3 separate regions of the Mus musculus genome follow, and regions 1 and 3 are each linked to region 2. Evidence: chromatin contacts called from public HiChIP or PLAC-seq and Micro-C data. All regions are on one chromosome and are shown on one strand. The core of a region is the stretch at or near the end of the contact, and the rest is flanking DNA. Distances in the headings are between cores, read along the strand shown.

The links. Hi-C and Micro-C count contacts between places; a contact is called where the count stands out from the background. HiChIP or PLAC-seq counts read pairs in DNA pulled down with a chosen protein or histone mark.
Region 1: an H3K4me3 HiChIP or PLAC-seq map of embryonic limb bud shows a contact between it and region 2, with 2.2 times the contacts expected there. The contact joins the enhancer-like site here to the promoter of Cdc42bpa in region 2. A contact is called at or near these places in 12 of 39 promoter capture datasets (the 3T3-L1 cell line, 3T3-L1-derived adipocytes, the HPC-7 cell line and 6 more), 5 of 484 Hi-C or Micro-C datasets (cerebral cortex, cortical neurons, embryonic fibroblasts and 2 more), 10 of 115 datasets of contacts at active chromatin or transcription factors (astrocytes, embryonic forebrain, embryonic limb bud and 6 more) and 3 of 9 other capture datasets (adipose tissue, liver and pancreatic islet).
Region 3: a Micro-C map of embryonic stem cells shows a contact between it and region 2, with 2.2 times the contacts expected there. The contact joins the promoter of Coq8a here to the promoter of Cdc42bpa in region 2. A contact is called at or near these places in 8 of 39 promoter capture datasets (3T3-L1-derived adipocytes, cranial neural crest, embryonic stem cells and 5 more), 2 of 484 Hi-C or Micro-C datasets (both in embryonic stem cells), 2 of 115 datasets of contacts at active chromatin or transcription factors (astrocytes and stem cell-derived neural progenitor cells) and 3 of 9 other capture datasets (adipose tissue, embryonic stem cells and pancreatic islet).

Annotation. Positions count from the first base shown.
Region 1 is chr1:180,137,837-180,140,811 of GRCm38.p6, reverse strand. It overlaps Cdc42bpa (CDC42 binding protein kinase alpha), which reads right to left. Exons shown (of 37, transcript NM_001359541.1): 24 at 2,946-2,975; 25 at 2,241-2,380; 26 at 1,008-1,089. Among named protein-coding and RNA genes, the nearest start is that of Gm38331, 9.0 kb to the left of the region's middle. Within about 2 kb of position 1,486, at least 33 of the 459 cell types and tissues checked have an H3K27ac peak or open chromatin away from gene starts, as enhancers often do. A contact at or near this core is called in embryonic limb bud, pancreatic cancer cells and second pharyngeal arch cranial neural crest, where this site is marked.
Region 2 is chr1:179,959,414-179,962,317 of GRCm38.p6, reverse strand. Cdc42bpa (CDC42 binding protein kinase alpha) reads right to left here and starts at 1,558. Exons shown (of 37, transcript NM_001359541.1): 1 at 1,031-1,558. The coding sequence starts at 1,208.
Region 3 is chr1:180,194,308-180,197,383 of GRCm38.p6, reverse strand. It overlaps Coq8a (coenzyme Q8A), which reads left to right and starts at 1,364. Exons shown (of 15, transcript NM_023341.3): 1 at 1,364-1,511.

The DNA of each region.
Region 1 (2,975 bases), core at 237-2,736, 180 kb before region 2:
CAGTATGCAAATAAAGTTTACAAATCAATCAGAGCACTTTTAAGCTATTATTTATTATGTATATAATATACACGCTACATAAATGTATAGACACCCTTTACATACTTACATATGCTTTAAACATCAGTGACAATACAATTCTACTGCAAATTAGTTACAGGTAAGTGAACCTTTATAGGCTCCCTAGATAGCTAGGGGAGAATAAACAGCTGCTGGCCTGGAAAGTGAGAGACTAGGTTTAATCTCTGACCTTCCTTGGATGTAAGATTCATACACAACAGAGACAGACGAGCACTATTCACATTTTGGAATATTTGTTATAAAGAAGTAGACAACTGAATCACAATTTTTACAATGAGAGTTTTATAGAGAGCAACTTTTTTTTTTTAATTTGAAGAACTGCATGAGATAATATTTATTTAGAGGTTAACTGGGACTCAAAAACATTATAGAACATGAAGAATACTTTAGAAACACTGATGTATTCTACAAGTCTTAGCACAATTTTGCATCCATGGATGGTACGGATACATAAATGAGTACTAGGTCTAGGTGTTGTTCCAGTAACTTTATGATTTATACAGAGTAGCAAAATATATTCATTAAAAACAAGTAATTAGGTGCTGGAGAGTTGGCTCAGTGGATAAAGCACATGCTACACAAACCTGAGGGTCAGAGTTTGGATCCCCAGAACCCAGGTAAGAGCTAGGTGGGTTTGTCTGTTGCCCCAGAGCTCCAGAGGTAGAGCCAGGAATGGCTGGGGCAAACTGGCGAGCTAAACTAGCTACAGCTGCTAGCAGCAGGTTCAGTGAGACTCCATCTCAGTAAACAATGTGGAGAGCAGTCAAGGAAGATAGCTGATGTCACCGTCTACCCTTCACATGCATGTGCACACAAACATGTGTGCACACAAACAAATGTGCACAAACCCAAAGCCTGTATGTGCTCAGTCATCCACAGACTTACCCTGAATATACAGGGGATATCTTTTCGACTCATAGACTTACCCTGAATATACAGGGGATATCTTTTCGACTTGCGTGAATAACATCAGAAGCTAAGACTGAACTCACAGAAAATTCTTCATCTCTGAAATAAAAGTTAAACATTTAAGGTTGTTACATGTTGCTGTGTGTGTATGGTTTTGCTTATATACCCAAATAACATATACAAAGCAATCCTCAAAGCTTAACTGTATAAACACCCAAGCTCAATTTAAAGCAAAACAACAACAACAAAAAAACAAAGTACAAGACTCCCCTACATAATGACTAACAGTACTCAAGGTAATTCATCAGGAGTGACCTGGCAGTGGTGCATTACACCAGACATAACAGTGACCCACAAAGGTACACAAGACCAGGAAGCACACAGCCAGAAGCAGCTTTTGTTAGCCTCCAGAATTCCTAATGACTCTCCTGCCTGCCATAATGAGTCTCATGTGTGCTGTGTCTGCTCCCCTGACTGTGAGGAGTGGCTTACTCCTTGCTCCTGCGATGAGTCATGAGTCCCCTACTCCCTCTGCCTTTAAGTCTTGACTCCGTCTTGCATTCCTTGTAACAGACAGTCTTGCTGTTGTCCAGGCTATCCGTGACCATGTGGGCTGAGGAATGGCCCTTTGCTAGCGCTAGCTCCTCACTTTTCAGGTCTGCCACATCGCCCTTGCTGATATTCCCTGTGTATTTCACTGTGCTTCAGATACTAGGCATAGGGGGAATGTGCATTTTTAGCAATGGCTGTGCCTGAATAGGAGACAAGTGGGACCCACCATTCAGAAGCAATGCCTGAAGCTGTGGGAGAAAATAACCACCCCCAGGACAATGCCCGAGGTTCTAGGAAAGGAGGGAGGTGTTGAGGGCACACGAAGAGTCTGGACAGTGGTGCTAGGGAGACAGACTCTCAGGTGTTGGCTGCTTTAGTGCGTTGTCCAGGGGCCGTGGGAGAGTTACCCCTTCACTTACACTCAGTCACTTTGCAGTTTCAGACGATGACTTGAACAGCGCATAATTAGGACTCTTTTACTACATAACTGGTCTTTTAGATGTCAACTTTGACTCCACATACTCAAGACACAAACCAACTTGCCCTAGAACCACCCTTAACTTTCTAGTATGTAGCTGTAGGGCTAAACCTGAAAACTGACACAAAATTATTTTACCAAAACATAGTAACCTAGAAGAAAGACCATAAACCTTGATCTACGCTGCTGTGACAGATCTGTCTTTATTCCTCGCCCTTACCTCATGTCAATCACTTGACTAATGACGGAGGTGGGCTGCGATGCTTTTCCCTCTGCGATATCATAAAGAAACAGTTTGAAGTCGCAGACCACAGCCAGTGCTCTCTGCCACCCTTTCTTCACTCCCGCCGGCTTAGGGATCTTGGTTCAGTTTCAGTCAGACAAACAAACAGACAAAACTCAAATGAGAATTATGGTGAGCTGCAGGTGGCACCTGAAGTCTGTGCGCGCCCGCCTATCCTGGGCCTGCTCTCTCGCTGCTAAGACTGCAAGAGTGACAAGGGGCCAACAGTGAGGGGAAAGTGGGAACACTGTAGTTCCCAGCAGCTTCTGAGGGCTCTGAACTGACAACTCACTAAATGCAGGTCACTCATGGCTTTTAGAGAAAAGCGTAACAAGCAGACATGGTTATAAGATGAACCTGACACTCAGGTCACACTGTGCGTGTTACTCTGGCTAGCAAACCAACATCGTCATAGTTCCTAACTTAACCCTCCCTCTTAGGTAAGACCAGAGCCCCAAGACTCCTTTATGATGACTGCAACATTTGCAAATCTCGAGATACAGAAAGACAGAACAGTTTGTGATATTCTAGAGTTCATTTGCATGTAATCATGACTCTAGTTAAAATATTATTTAAATGAGTTCGAGTAATTAACTTTTCTCTTAAGCACTATGTTTATTAAGTGACAAACAAGGTACTTACCCTGACATGACCCTCATACGCCGTCCCAAC
Region 2 (2,904 bases), core at 309-2,808:
CTGGAAAACTGGAGAATTCAAATTGCTTCATGTTAGCATTCTTAAAGTGGGAGTTGACTTGAGAAACAAATTTTGAATGAATTTGAAAACAGAAACAACAACGGCCACTTAAATTTTTTACTTCAGAAAAATTAAGGTTTACTTGGGAATAAAGATCGTCGATATAAAAATCATTTAGCTAGCTAAAAGTATTTCAACAGCTCAAAATTCTAAATGGCCTAAATCCTTCCAGAGCTATGGTACCACTCTCTACCAGCCTGGGCAGTGATGGCCACTGCTGGATGTCAGACTTCCCTCACACGAGTGAGTGACATCAGAGGCTCCTGGAGTTCAGACAAGCCTTGAAGGTCACATGCAGAGTTTGCCCGCATCACTGATCTAGTCCACTACTATAGGTCACCTGGGTCACATCTAGCCAGTATAGACACAAATTCAATTTAGAATAAAATCTAAGGCAGGTGGAGCTGCCTCCAAACATCCTCCAACTACATCTTTTTACACACACACATACACATAATTTCTATTATTTCTCAGGAACCTAGTGATTTTTGGAAAGTCCATGTTTAGTACTTTCCTTTGCCAGTGCTATCCAGAGATGAGACTAAACCCCCTGATCACCACCTCCACATTCCTGTTGTCCTAAAATTAACACAGGGACTTCAGCATCTCCTCAAATCTCCTGTGATTTTCAAAGACTGGGAAGGAATGTTCCAACCAACAAATACCCTCCCACTGAACGGTTGTGACAACTGTGCTCAATAATCCAATTCTGCCAATCCCAGCCTTCCTTCTGAAGCTCCTGCTGCTGCCCGCCCCCCCCCCCCCCCAGACGCAGTGAGTTCACAAACAGCAAGGCCAAACAACCAGGCAACAACTAAGTGGCACCGCTTTGCCCTGGCAAACAGTTAAGAAAAACTAGGAGAGAGAAGTCTTGACTAATAGGCGTTTGTTCTGTTGTTAAGGCTATACACATCATTTTCACTATAGTTAATAATGCTCACGCCCAGCAACGCATTAGAAGAAAACTTACCCCATTCTAGATATTCAAGAATGTTCTTCTCTCTTCTCAATGGAGAATTATTGCATTCATCGTAAAGACAGATGAGGATGTCCAGTAGCGTCTCCACACTGAAGCACTGCCCATTGGTCTGAGCTGGCCCATCTAAAATAAACTGCTCCAACTGCCTCAAACGCACTTCTCCGGACATGTTTGCTTCGATTTCTGCTGGTTTTCTTTTAAATGCCCTTACGATGTCTACTGTTACTATCTGAACCTAAAAGTTTAAAGATGTGGTTTTTAAAAATAAACCACTTGTTATTTCAACAACTGTCATGCAATGCCGGTGCTGAATTAAACATCCAATACACCAGTCACCTCACTTAACGGAAGCGTCTCCAATTTCACCCATAAACATATATATCTTGAGGGTGAGTTTCCATAAAATATAGATTTAATATTTTAAGAGAATAATACAATTAAATTGTACATTTAAATAAAATAATAATTAAAAGTACAACGAACTAAAGAGTCAACACTCCTTAAAAAAAAAAAAAAAAACTCCTTCATTCAAAATTCAATTCGTGCAACATAATCCTGAAACGAATCCAGTTGCATCATTAATGAATAAAGTCCCCTTGGCATCAGCAATTCACTTCCCGGGAAGAAGAAAAATTGAAAAAGGAGGAGGGGGCAACGTATGGAGGGGGAGGGAAAGCCAAAAATTCTGCAAATGCTCCCAACCTCCACTCGGATAGCGCCTGGGCGAGTCCTCCGCGGCAAAGGGAGGGCAGCTGCCGGAGCAGTTCTCCCGGCTCGGCTCGGAGCACGCCGAGCCTCCGCTCCGAGCTCTTTCTTCCTAGGGCTTTGCAGCGAGTCTTGCTTCCAGCGGACTGCGGCGAGGACGCGTCATCTTCCTCCCGGCTTCTCCCGGGGCCTGGCCGGCGGCGCAGCCGGGATGAGGCGGGCTGCGGGCGGCTCTCGCGCCGGGCTCCGGGGGCGGCGGCTACTTGGCCGCGCGAGCCCGCTCCATGCCGGAGGCCGCTGGCGGGCCGCGCCGTGCCGCCGGGCGCAGCGCCCGGGCTCCCGCTCGCGCCCTGCGGCCGCCGCCGCCGCCGCCCCTCGGCGAGGGGCTGCGCTGACGAATTCAGAGGACGCGGGCGGCAGCCGCGGTTCGGGCGGCGACTCGAGTCCCTTCTTCCCAGCCTTGGGCTGAGGGCATCTTTCCCGACGGACGCAGGCGGCTGAGGCGCGGGAGGAGGGGGCGCTGCCGCCGCTGAGGAGACCTGAGGCTGCCGCAGCCCGGCTCCCAACCACTCCCTTCCTCCTCTGCCCGCCTCCCCCGCCCGCCCTCCCGCCCGCGCCGCTCGCGCCCGCGCCGCCCGCGCCCGCGCCCTAGGCTCCCCGAGGCCGCTCCCGGCGCCGCGGCGCGCAGGCGGAGGCTCGCGGACCGTCCGGATCCAAAATGGCGGCGCGCCCCGCCCCCCGACCCCGCTGGAAGCGGCGCGCTGCGGCCCAGCCGAGCCCGAGCCCCGGGGGAGGGGGATCGCCTCGGCCCGCGGCGCTGCGGCTGCCGCAGCCAGGGAAGCGGGGTCCCCCGGGGCGACTCGGGTGTGGAACGGGTTGGCTCGGTGAGGCACGGGCTGGGAACTGCGCCACGGTGCCTCGCCGCCGCCCGGGGTCCCCGCGGTGACCACCCCCCAGCCGGCCTTCTTCCTCCACTTCTGCGGAGATGCCGTCGGTCCCGCAAGGGTACCCTCGGCTTCCAACCGCTCTAAGACAAGACAGCCGCTCCAGACGCTGTTTACCTGCCCACCCTGCCCCCATTCGGCTTTCCCACGCCCCAGACTCCTAATTTCCGGTGTTCCTAATCCACAGCGTTTGTGTCACTCCCCCAGGATGGAAAA
Region 3 (3,076 bases), core at 115-2,614, 240 kb before region 2:
TCAGACTAGCAATCTGCATGCTTAAAGCCTGTATTTTAAACAGAAAAGCCTTAGCTTTCTATAATGCAGCAAAATACTCAAGATAACCAACTTAGAAATAGGAAAGATTTATTTAGGCCTTGGTCCATTGGGCTGTGACTTTGGGGTCTCTCATGAAGCAGCAAGTCATGGTAGGATGGTGTAGTGGGCAGAGCTGCTCACCTCATGGTAGCTGTTGGCTTCTCATGGGAGCAGAGAAGGCTCCCAGGTCCTAATATTCCCTATAAAGTCACAACCTCAGTGATGTGACTTTCTTTCATCAGGCCATACTTCCTAAATGTTTGACAGCCTCCCTATGCCTACTTCCCTTTGGGACCAAAGTGGTCTTTGAGGAAAAAATATTCAAGATCCGAACTATCGAAGCCTTATTAGATTGATTTTGTGGAGAAGGATGGAAAAAGAAGTGGAGACAGTAAGCATAGAGAATACTTTCAGAGTTTTTGTTTTGTTTTGTTTGAAACATGGTCCAAATCATATCAATCTGTCGAAAAACGGAAAATAAACCATGGGAGAAGCGAGCGATTGTCTTAGGTTCGTTAGAGGGAAGCTGGCCTAGCATTGCTGGGCGAAAGGGCTGAGCTGGCACGGAAGCATCTTGGAAAGGCCCCAAGGCTAGGTATTTTCTCCCATTTGGTACAAAGGTGGCATGGACCTGTCGCAACCCTATCTTTTCTGGGTCAGCAGTCCCTTAGGGATGTTGTGGGTCAATGTTGTGTGTGTTGAGTGCACTCCTCAGGGCTGTTTTTCACCTTGGAAAAGGATTGTTTTTTTATTGGCGCTCATAATAAGCAAGCACAATTAGTCTAAATACAGAGCTGAAGGGTATAGAACTTTGGTGTCAGCGCCATAACACTTCCCTAGGCCAAGTGCTTTTGGAGGAACCCAGGCAGAAGCCTCATCACATGGCAAAAAACCAAACCAAACCAAACCAAACCAAAAAACCAACCCGGGCCTAGTCTAGGTCCTGGGGCGGGGGCCTGGGGGGTTCCTCTGTGGTCCCATCAAAACTTCTGAGGTCTTCCCGGCCCGACCCCTAGGAAGCTGAGCTAGCGTCGGTACCCAGGCGACCCTCACGTGGCTGCCAGGTGAACGCTTGTCAATCTTCAGAACGCAGGCGCAGAACAACTGCAGGCTTTTTTCCCTGCCCGGGAGAAAAGACAGCTAACAGGCAGATTAGGGACCGCGGCCTTCAAGGGCGGCCTCTCATTGGTTGCTTTTATTCCACCCTCAGTCCCTATTGGCTGTGAGCTGCGCACGCGGTAAGCACGCTCCCACTGCGTCCTGTGGCATCGGGGCAGCTAACAAACAGCGGCTCAGCCAATGGGAGGGCTCGGAGGCGGGGCAAGCGGAGCGCGGCGTGCGCACCCGGGCTAGAAGGTAAACAGAAGCGGAGAGTGTGCGGAGCGCTCGCAGCGGGGCGAGCGCGCGGAGGCGTTGCGTTGCGGACGGAGGAGCTACCTTCCTGCAGCCCGGTAAGGCTGTCGCCTGCCGGCCCGCTGCTAACCTCAGCACCCCGGGGTCCCTTCTTATACTTTCAAGTGACAGTGCGGCCTGCGTACGGTGCAGCCCTTTCCCGACCCGGGTCTGGCTCAGCGAGCAGAGGGTTGCTTGTGGCCTCTGCGTCGTCCACGCACGTGGCTGCCTTTCTCCCAATAATGTTCTGAACTCTCAGACCCTCGAACTGTGTGCTCTGGCTGCAGTTTGTGTCAGAACTACAACTTCTAAGCCCGAGCCAGCTGTTGGGTTTCACGGCTGGGGTGAAGTCTGGGAAGAAGTCCCTTCCTTGTTCCTTTTTCTTCGTTTCTTTTTGGTCCGTCCTCTTGTTTTTCCCAGACACTGATGGCCACACTACCAGTTTTGACAGCTCCTGCACTCTCTTGCACAGAAGCTGTCACATAACTCAACCAAGCCACCTTCAGAGTGTGAGGGGACAGAGGGAGAACGCTGTAGGGGCGGGTCTGGGTTCTGGGACCCTTCATTGGCTAGGCAGCCTGAAGGGGCAGAGGCTGTGTGCAGACATCCAATCTGGGTTGGGCTTGCAGCACTGTAGAAAATTGATTTAGGCTCACTTGGACTTGGTGTCTGTGGAACGGGACTCTGGAGCTGGGGTGTGTCAGGCCAACCTTCTTGCCGGAGGATTTGGACTAGTGATCATGACAGACATCCAGTTGTGCTGTGGCTGGCGGCCATGCTGGCAGGGAGGTTGTTGGGAAACATTTGGAGTGAGGAAGGCACTTCTGAGAAGAGGCTAGAGGGGTTTGTTGGCTTACAAGAGCAGTGTCTGTACGACTCCGAGGGTAGCTTTGGATGCTATATTTAGCCTTGTGAATAATGAAGACAGCTGAATTGTGACCACTTGTGGACCAGGTGACACAAAGCAAAAGCGAGGCAGGCAATCTGTGCATTCTCTGAGCTAATGAACCACCTGAGACAGAACTTCCCAACTCCAGACTATTAACATGTTGGACCTAATCTTGTTTACTGTGCCTGCTTATCTTATGCAGGGTGTGTAGCTGAATCCCTGGCTTGTACTACTAGACAAATAGTGACACCCCCACGGCCACCCAATCCCACCAATTGTGACAACTGAAAATGTCCCCTGACATTGCAAAATACCCCCAAGAGCAAATTTGGTTGAGAACTATGCAGGCAGGACTCTAGACAGGGTCACCCCATGCTGCCAGGACCTCTGTGCAACTTGCCCACAAGTAGTTGGGAAGTTTAAGACAGTGTTACAGTCACTGCTGTAAACAAATGGTGGAAGGCATTCGGTGGGGGCTTTAAAGGTGAAACCCTGAGTGCACTGGGTGGTAGGGGTGAAACATTCTGAGGGAGACTTGGCGGCTGAAACCCTGGGCCTTTGTGCCTGATGAATGTGACTAAGTAGGCACAAATTATGAAGATGTGGAAAACTGGTAGTTTCTGCCCCTAGGAACATTGGGAGCCTTGGCGGGTTAGCACAGGGAACCACCATAGGATGGTTCTTCAACGGTGAGCAAACAAGTGGGCGCTAAATGCTGGCTAAGAGACTTTCTGA